Linked DNA regions of Oryctolagus cuniculus: region 1 is linked to region 2. The links are chromatin contacts, called in public Hi-C maps. All regions are on one chromosome and are shown on one strand. The core of a region is the stretch at or near the end of the contact, and the rest is flanking DNA. Distances in the headings are between cores, read along the strand shown.

Region 1 (5,089 bases), core at 1,370-3,869, 210 kb after region 2:
ATAAAGTGATAAATTTCTCTCAGCTTCATTCTCCGAGCTGGCCACTCTGTTTGGGGCCAGCACATTCTTTTGCCACATGTGTTAATATCACTGTCTTAGGATCTGTCAGAATGAAGAATCACTTCGCTCCCTATGCCAGGGCCGAGCTGATTAGTCTCCACCGCACAGGGGCTGACCTTTCTCGGCACCAAGATACAGGACCAGGGCAGAGATCTCCTGGCTCGTTTCGTCCCTTATAAACTCACTGCCCAGTGTTTCCTATAAACTCACCGCCCAGTGTTTCCACAGCCGCAGCATGCTGTCCACACTCCGCCTAAACTCAGGGGGTGGCCAGGCTGCCCCGGGTGCAGCCTCGGACCCAGTGGGCTCCCTCGGTGGTGGTGACTGGAGGGTTTGGGTTAGCACAAAGTCCTGTGACTCCAACAATAAACTTTCCCGGGGTGGGTTTGTGGCTAAGTGATAAAAACAATAAAAACAGACCTGCCCAAGATACCAACTCCTCAGGCCTGGAATGCGATAATCTTATCAGCTCTTTATTCTAGGGAAGCCCAGTAGCCATGGTTTGTTGTTGTTGTTGCTGTTGTTTTAAGATTTGTTTATTTATTTGAAAGGCAGAGTTACAGAGAGGCAAAGGCAGAGAGAGAGAGAGAGAGAGAGAGAGAGAGGTCTTCCACCCGCTGGTTCACTCCCCAAATGGCCGCAACAGCCAGAGCTGGGCCGATCCAAAGCCAGGAGCCAGAAGCTTCCTCTGGGTCTCCCAGACAGGTGCAGGGCCCAAGGACTTGGGCCATCTTCCACTGCTTTCCCAGGCCACAGCAGAGAGCTGGATTGGAAGTGGACTAGCCGAGACTCGAACCGGTGTCCAGATGGGATGCCGGCAGTGCAGGCGGTGGCTTTACCCACTACGCCACAGTGCCAGCATGGCCATGGTTTTTTATAAAAATAAAAGTGTGGGGCAGGTGTTTGGATGCAATAGGTTAAACTGCTGCCTGCGGCGCGGGCATCCCATATGGACGCTGGTTCAAATCCCGGCTGCTGCACTTCCAATCCAGCTTGCTAATAAGCACCTGGGAAAGCAGTAGGAGATGGCTCAAGTGTTTGGACCCCTGCACCCACAGGAAGCTCCTGGATTCGGCCTGGCCCAGCCCCGGCCAATGCAGCCACTTGCAGAGTGAACTAGTGATTGGAAGACTGATCTCTCTTTCTCTCTCTCTCTCTCCCCTCGCTCTCATTTCTTCCCCTCTCTCTTAACTCTGACTTTCAAATAAAATGAATAAATCTTTGAAAAAAATAATAAAAGTGTGGAAGACACACACACCTCTTATAAAGCAAGATACTAGGTGTGATTCCTAGAAAAAAAGGAGAATCAAGCCGCCTTGAAGCTTCTTGTTCCTTGTGCAGGTGGCCCCCTGGGCTGGGCGTGGACCTCGGTCTCCTTTGCTTGGGAACGATGGTCGATACTTAACAAATAAAAACGGGTACGTGGTGGGGTATGAGACGTCTCTCCCCTCCGAGGTCTGCTGATGGTCCTCTCCATCTTCCCTGCTGGCTGACCCGGTCTGTAGGGTGAGCTTCAGGTCCGTGGGTACTCATGAAGTCCGGACTACCACATCCTAGTAAGAACGCCGGCAGGGACTTAACCATGCTTATGGGTATGGGACTAACAGATGCATTAATGTGGTTGTGCCAACCTACACTTACCTGTCAATTGCATTTTCCATGAACCTGCTGAAGAACTTTTTGTATCAAAATTTAAAAAAAAAATAAGTTATCTCGATGAAATTGCTTTCCCTTGGTACAACAAAAACATTTGTACTTGTATTACGACGATTTTGCTTTTAGCGACATTCTGAGAGTGGCGTAGGCTTCAGAGAACTGTCAGAGAGAGAGCTGTGCCCTCTCCTGCCTGCCGAGCTCTGCAATCCCTTGAGGGAGTGGAGGTTTCTGTGGGGTCCAATACCATCTTTCCCCCACATCTGCTAGTTTCATTCGTGTGATTTTCCCAGGTTGCAGTGCCCTCTCCTGTGGCCTCCCCGCCCTGGAGTCGGCCCTTGCTGCTTGGTGCCCCCTGCGTCTGCGCTGTGCTGTGGCTGTGTCTCTGTGCAGAACCATTACTTTCAATACAGTCAGCAGTACCATTCATAATGGAAACTGTCTCTATATTTACTTCAGTTTTTATGGAACAAATCCTACGTGCTGGTTACCATGTAGCCAAAGAGGATACGAGGTCAACTCTTAAAAAAAAAAATAAAATCCCCGCCCTTTATCTCAGCCTGCAAGTTAGGGGTGTGTGTGTGTGTTGTAACTTCTCCGTCTCTGTCTCCACCCCTGCACAGATCTTGGAGACATGAGATTTCCAACATTCCAGACCGCTGCCTTCAAGGACCACGCTGTGAGCCACAGCCTCTGGGCCGAGGCACTGGCAACGATGTGGAACCCCAGGACAGCCAAGCTGGCCAACCTCCTCTCCACGCAGGAGCCCAGAATGAGCCTGGCCTGAAATCAGAGCACACGCCGGAGAAAGACTGCTTTGTTCATGGAAAGAGGAAAGGAGAGGAGGGTTTCCAACGACTTGCAGCAAACTTTCCACCATTGTAAGGAACCCACCTTCTTTATCAACCACGCCGTCCCGCCCCCCGAATCCCCCGCCAGCCTTTGTCCAGAAACACGGGGTGCCGAACCTGGTGACAGGGTACAGGCGCAGGCCCAGAAAACCCGACCTGGCACTGTGATCGTGTCCAGACGATCGGGCAGGAGAATGAGGGCAGCGGGCCAGCCCAGCCCCCCGGTCATCCCAGCCCGCAGGCCCGCCTTCCGGGTTTGCTACATCTGCGGCCGGGAGTTTGGGTCTCAGTCCCTTGCCATCCACGAGCCCCAGTGCCTGGAGAAGTGGCGTGCGGAAAACAGCAAGTTGCCCAAGCACCTGAGGAGGCCAGAACCCTCCAAACCACAGCCCCTGGGCGGCAGCGGCTCCTACAGCCTCCAGGAAGCCAACGAGGCCGCCTTCCAGGGCGCGCAGGCTCAGCTGGTGCCCTGCGAAGTGTGCGGCCGCACCTTCCTGCCGGATCGTCTTCCTGTTCACCAGAGGAGCTGCAGGCCGAAGGGCCAGGGGCCCAGGGCGCCTTCCCCTGCAGACCTTCCTGGTCTCGGGAAAACTACCGGCACAGCCCCTGCCCGCCCAAGGATGCTCCCGTGCTACATCTGTGGTAGGGAGTTCGGTAGCCTGTCGCTCCCTATCCATGAACCCAAATGCCTGGAAAAGTGGAAGATAGAGAATGACCGGCTGCCCAGGGAGCTCCGCCAGCCGCTCCCTCGGAAGCCTGAGTCCCTCCCGTCTGGACTGGCCGGCCACGAGGGGCCGAGTCAGGTGCAGCTTGTGCCCTGCCCAAACTGTCCCCGGACCTTCGCCCCAGAACGCCTCCTGGTGCACCTGAGAAGTTGCGCAGCTCAATCCAGCGGCCCCAAAGCACAGAGCTTGTCCTTAGGGAGTCAGGGTGGCCTCTCTGAGGCCACTGGTGCCAAGCAGCAAGGCAACAAGGCAGCGCCTAGTGTATCTGATAAGGTAATCCACGCCTCATAAGGTGCATTGGGTGGGCGGGGGTCCATTCTCCCACGGGGGGGCGGGGGTGAGAGAAAAGTGTCCCCACAGTCAGTCCCCACAGGAGTCCTTCCATGCCCATTTCTGTCTCAATGCAGGCTGATCACGTTGCCCTCTGCTGGATGCACGAGGCTAGATCTCTCTAGAAACTTCCTTGCCTGGTGGGTTCATCTCCCTGTGAGGGGCTTCCTTCTCCCTTGATTCCCCCACGCCAGTAATTCCTGGGAGAGACTGTGATTCAAAAATGACTCACTCTGCTGTGTCTACATTACACAGATATAATTCCCATTCCAACAGTCAATATTTATTGCTGGTTTATTTTAGGCATCTACCTTAGGAATTCGGTTCTGGCCATGCTGGCTTAGGCTGAGTTTATCTTACCAAAATAGAATCTGTGTCAAAAACCCCAAATGACTTTAGCAAGAATTAAACACTGGGGCACTTGCAGACATGCATACACTCTGCAAATGTAGCAAATCTGTCTTGAAACACTTGGTGCGGTGGAGGTGAGGAGGGGATTAGCCCCAGCACAGACTCAGAAGCGAGGAGATGTGTGTTCATGGCTCTGGCAGGCACTCAGTTCCCACCTCTTCTCCCTCCCCTGTGTCTCAGCTCTACACAGAGTTCTGACCCCCAACCTGGGACATTCTCATGTGCGAACCTACATGGTGAAGAATTGCTGGGTCTCTGCTTGAGGTGCCAGCATCCGGCAGGGCCAGGAAGTGGTCACTGTGTGGGCTGCTGGCTGCAGGAGAGAAGTGTGGCCCACGTGCTCCTTGTCCTGCCATTAGACCAGGGAGTGATCGCGCTGTCCTGTGTCACACCTTACAGGATGCCGAATCAGGAGACAGAGTCTTTTCCCTGTGGCTTGCTACTGGAAATGCCCCAATACAGGGACTCTTTGAATAGATTGTTTTAGGAAAACCAAGGTTATACAGCTATTGTTATAATTAAACCGGGGGTGGGAATCTCTTTTTTTTTAATCCAAATTTTCTTCCTTTTAATTTTACCACGAGGACTGTCTAGTCCGTTTCTTCTCTGAGTTCCATGATTAAAATGAAGTGGCTGTGGACTCACTGGTTTAGGAGATTCCAAGACAATGATTCTTGCGCCGGGAAAGTCAGACCAACAGATGCTGGACAACTTTTCCGATGAACACAGAAGAAAAAAAACTGCTGCTTTTTCTGCGTAATAAAAACGCAAACTCTTCAGTGCAGTGTGGGCTTCAGGCTGGTCTCGTAAACACGATCTGTTTTCCCCATCTTCTGGCCGTGGCTGTTCTTCCAATACATGTGAGGTCTGGATCCAGGGAGTACGAGGATCTGCATCCCCGGGCCCCAACTCAGAAACCATGTCCGCCCTCTGCCTCCCGGCCCTGCACAGGGCTGCGGGGTTCCCCTCACGGATGGAGAGGCAGGGAAAGGCGTGGTCCTGAGTCTCACCCATGTTGCAACGCGTGCTTCGTGCTCCAAGCCTGGAGCCAGCAGGCTG
Region 2 (4,830 bases), core at 706-3,205:
CAAGAAAACAGATGTGGCAGGGCAAGCATACAACACAAGCATTTTTTTAGTCTGAGCTAAAAAAATGGAGGAAAGCAATGCTGATGCATGCAACTGGCTTTGAAATGGAGGCGCTGGAGAGAAAGAGGGGTGGTCAAAAGGTTGCAAAGCTTCTAAGAGCCACTGGCGGCACAGGTGTTGCAGCACAGATGGTAAAGCTGCCCCCTGCAATGCCAGCATCCCACATGGGTGCCAGTGCAAGAACCAGCAGCTCCACTTCTGATCCAGCTCCCTGCTAACAGCCTGGGAAAAGCAATGACAGACAGCACACATGCTTGGGGCCCTGCTACCCACCTGGGAGACCTGCAAGAAATTCGTGGCTCCTGGCTTCAGCCTGGCCCAGACTCAGCCACTGTGGTCATCTGAGGAGTAAACTAGGGGGTGGACGATCTCTCGCTCCGTCTCTCCCCTCATCTCTGTAACTCTTTCAAACAAATAAAAAATCTTTAAAAGACAAAAAAGAGCAGAACCACTGGCAATTTTCTAAAGAGTTTTTACTTATTCTAAGGGAGGGAAAGAGAGAGGGAGAAGGAGAGCGGGGAAGAGAGAGAGAGAGAGAGGCCTTTCATTCACTGAATGACCTACTCGTTCACACCTCAGATGCTCACAAAAGCAGGGCTGGTCCAGGTGAACCGCAGGAGCCTAGAACTCCATCCTGATCCCCCACGTGCGTGGCAGGAAGCCATGTACCTGGGACATCATTTGACAGCCCCCAGGCACAACAGCAGGAAGCTGTATCAGAACCGTGGGGGTGGCCCCATCCCAGCAACTCCAACATGGATGCAGCAATCTCAAGCGTCCCTAACTCCGTGCACCACCACGTCTACCCTGACAAACTCTGTATTCATGTTTTCTGGAGCTTAAGGGACCACAGTGATAGCTTCCTCCTGCGTCAGATCTTTCTCCCTTCAAGCTCTCCACTAACGGTCACCGACATTCTATACTGTGTCCGACTATGCAGAACTCCTACTACGCACCTGAAGTGAACCGGTTCCTACACTCTAGGAGCTCAGCTTTAACGAGGGGCGGCACACAAACGCGATGATTACAATTCACTGTATCATCCAGCGATGGCAAAGAGGGAAAAGAAGGGCAAGAATGTGGCAGTTAGTCCACCTGTGCTCAAAGCACGCGCCGAGCCACAGTTGTCAAAGCACACACACACCTGAGCTGCTCTACGCGGAGTCAGGAGTTGGCGTATTGTGAGCTGGCAACACGGCCTGGCTGGGGCTGGGTTCTGAATCTGAATTTTCTGCGTGAAGGGGGACAAGGGGGCCACGCGAGCTCTGCCGCCCACAGCGCCCCCCGGCCCGTGGCGTCTGGCTCGCATCCCCCCCACACCAGCTTGGGCTGCCCCGCGGCGGTCTCGCGGCACTCGGAGGGTCTGCATCAAGCCCCCGTATCCCTGTACTCCAGCGGCCAGCACATTAAATAGCAGATAAAAACGCTGCGAGTTGGGGTCCGCGCGGCGAGGGAGGGTTAAGCCACCACCTGTGGTGCCGGCAGCCCACGTGCCCAGTGCTGGAGTCCCGCCCGGCTCCCTGCTAATGGGCCTGGGAAAGCGGGAGCACACGACCGCACGCGGGAAACGCTGCAGCAGCTCCTGGCTCCTGGCTCCAGCCTGGCCCAGCTCCGGCCCTTGCAGCCATTTGGGGCGTGAAGCAGTAGATGGAAGATTTCTCTCTCTTTCCCTCCCTCCCGCTCTCTAATTATGCCTTTCAAATCAATCAATCTTTTTTTAAAAAAGGAAAAAGATAATCTACAAGATTCCACACACATCCAGCCGCCAGCTCCCGCTGGTTTCCGGGAACGGCTAACGCAGCGCGTCGGGCTCGGCGCCGGAAGTTGTTCCCTCTCAGGTCCGTTCTTGCTCCTCCCACAGCCGCGTGCCTTTCATCCGGGCTTCAGCGCGCGCAGAGCACGAGCGAGTTTTGGGCCAAAGAGGCCGCCGTTGGGGGGCGTGGCGACGCAGGCGCAGTTTTGCGAACGGCCCTCGCATGCTGGCGGCCGCCGGTCCTCTTCCTGGGGCTACCATGGCTCAGCCGGGAGCTCTGAACCTGAATAACGAGGTAAGCGACCGTGTCTTAAATCCCGCGGGGTTCCTCGGCCCTAGCCACGCGCGGTCTGGAGGTGGGCCGGGGGGGGGGGGTGGAGATGGAGGCTGGAGGCGTTTTTCGGGGGCCCCGAGGGGTCCCGGAACTGCACGGTGTCCAGGTGACTAACCCCGGCGATAGGTCTGTCTCGTGGGCTTCTGTCCGCGGGACTTGGAGCAGATGACGGACTGCCCCGCGCCTGCGGTGCCCTCTGCGCAGCAGAGCTTGCGAGGTGGCCGTGAAGGCTGAGGTGTGCCGAATGCACGGTGCGCGCCGCCCGCCGCTCTGCTGTCGGAGGGAAGGGGCTCGGGGCGCGCGTCGTGGGCGAGACGTCTACACTCGCTGCTTCGTCTGTTCCCGCGGCGATGTCGCGTCTGGGCCGCGTTCACAGCAGCGCTCCGGAAAAGAGCTGTGTGTACCTGCTCTCCCTCCCCGGCTGCCCTCTCTCTGTGTCCCTCGCTTGGGCAGCGCGCACCTGTGATGCAGAATAGGGCTTGAGGTGCGCCCCCCTGTCCCCCCAAAGCCTAGCCGTGCAGAGGAGGCTCGGCGACGGTAGTCCTCGGTCTCGCAGCCCGAGGCAGGTAGGGACCAGTGCAGGCGGGAGGGGTGGGTAGTGGGGGCTTGGGCACGGGCGGGTCCTGCGTAACAGAGTGGCGAGAGGAAGCGCAGTGCTGCGCTGCCCGACTGCGGGTCAAGGAATTGACTCCAGTGCGGAGCAGAGACCAGGCTGTACCGAGGCGAAGTCAGGGCGCTCAGTGCCGATTGCTAAGCATGGGTTAACCCCTTCTTTGTTTTTGCCAGGAACTATCGGGTGCACTGTTCTCCGTTAATATTGCCTATGAGGTGAAAAGGATCTTAAATCTGATTTTGTTGGTAATTCACAGGAAATGCTACGGAGTTCCCCTGCCCAATGTTAAAATAACTGTGGCGGTGTTCACGGCCGGGAATCGGCCACGGGAAGCTTTTCTCTTTTTGCACTTAGGTCATTCCCAGGCCTCGTGAAGAGCAGCTAGGCTGCCTCGTGGGACGCCTGTATCCCGGGTCAGTGCCTGCCTGCTGCGCTCTGCTCACGCACACTCTGAGCGGCAGGAGGCGGTGGCTCGAGTATTTGTGTCCCTGCCACATATGTGGGCGACCTGGGTGGAAGTACAGCCTGTTGAGAGCTTTTGGGGACTGAACCAGTAGATGGAAGATGTCTGTCTCTCTGACCATCTGCGTTTTAAGGAAAATGAAAATTTAAAAAATTGACCTACAAGAAGCCTTTGCTAAACCACCTTAGTGTGCGTAATGTGAGTGTCTTTGTGCAGTCAGAGTGTTTTCTACTCTGAAAACTTGTATTTACCTGTTTCTGGCTCCCTGTGTTTCTATTTCCTGTAACATACACATCCTATAAACGTTTGCTGGGTAGTTGAAGTTATCACATCCCCATTGAAGTAGGATATATTCTAATATAGAGGAAATAAAATAGAAAAAAATGTAGAGGTTATGTGGGGTTTATAATTTAAAATTAACAAGGAAAAATCTACGAAGAGAAAAGCATGTAAGTTATCTACATTCAAAATTGGAAAAATACCAAAGAGAATGGAAGCAACCAGGAATAAAAAGTGCATGAACATTACAGGTAAAAAACTGATGTCATTACTAGAAAGTAGCTAATGGAAATTAGCAGAAACTGGGCAGAAGAAATGCATTGACTTCTCCAAAGTGGAAATGAAGCTGAAAGGGGTCGTTTGTATATTTCCACTACTTCTCTCCTTGCTGCCCCTCCCGACTTCTCTCTCACCAGAACTGCTGTGATGCCCTGCCGACCACTTTACACTGACTCCTCAGACTTCAGGCTGATCCCCAAAGCACTGCTGGGGCGCTCTCTTCTAAACCTGAGTCTGACCGGGTCGCCTCTGTTAAAGCCCGTGTGCTGACTTCTGTTGCGTGTGGTGTAGCCGGTCCACAGGCGCGCTCTCTGACCCCTTCTGCGCTTCCACTCTGCCTCCAGTCATAGCTCCCACAGATCCTGTCACCTGCTGCTCCTTGGGTCTTGAACTCCTTTTCCTCTCTTTGGTCTGTTTGTCATGAGGTTTGAGAAACAATTCTTCGCTTTCGACTGTTGTTTTCAAATGTTGTTGCACCATTTAATTCTTTTCAGCACTTGTGGTAGTGATCTGTGTGTGCAGGTGTCTGAGTGAGTTCTTAACTCCAGCTCCTGACAGAATTCCGCTCACATTATATCCCGAATATTTATGTGTTGAATGAATAACAAGACGCATCATCTTTATATTCTTCAAATCTTAAATTAGTTCTGAAGTGGGATTCCAGGATATATTTCAAAGTTTCTGTTACTGCCAGAATTGTGGGTAAATTTATTTTATGTGTTTGTCTCTGGGAAAGAGAATCCATGGGCTCCATCAGATTCATAGAGGGTTTATATCTATATCTCTAGTATTATCTTAGGGATATCAGGATTCAGAACTGTGGTTTACTTTTTAGAAATCTGTGCTTCATTATCCTTAATTAAGACTTTTTTTTTTTTCTTTTTTTTGACAGGCAGAGTGGATAGTGAGACAGAGAGAAAGGTCTTCCTTTGCCATTGGTTCACCCCCCAATGGCTGCTCTGGCCGGTGCGCTGCGGCCGGCGCACCGCGCTGATCCGATGGCAGGAGCCAGGTGCTTCTCCTGGTCTCCCATGCAGGTGCAGGGCCCA

Evidence for each region. Hi-C and Micro-C count contacts between places; a contact is called where the count stands out from the background.
Region 1: a contact with region 2 is called in a Hi-C map of skin fibroblasts, with 2.7 times the contacts expected there. The contact joins the promoter of ZNF475 here to the promoter of SRFBP1 in region 2. A contact is called at or near these places in 3 of 6 Hi-C or Micro-C datasets (ear pinna, skin fibroblasts and an unstated tissue).

Annotation. Positions count from the first base shown.
Region 1 is chr6:11,872,988-11,878,076 of mOryCun1.1, forward strand. ZNF475 (zinc finger protein 475) reads left to right here and starts at 2,620. Exons shown (of 3, transcript XM_070075787.1): 1 at 2,620-3,562. The coding sequence starts at 2,759.
Region 2 is chr6:11,658,740-11,663,569 of mOryCun1.1, forward strand. SRFBP1 (serum response factor binding protein 1) reads left to right here and starts at 1,956. Exons shown (of 8, transcript XM_008254947.4): 1 at 1,956-2,108. The coding sequence starts at 2,037. LOC103347854 (arginyl-tRNA--protein transferase 1) reads right to left here and starts at 1,796. Exons shown (of 7, transcript XR_011389658.1): 1 at 1,017-1,796.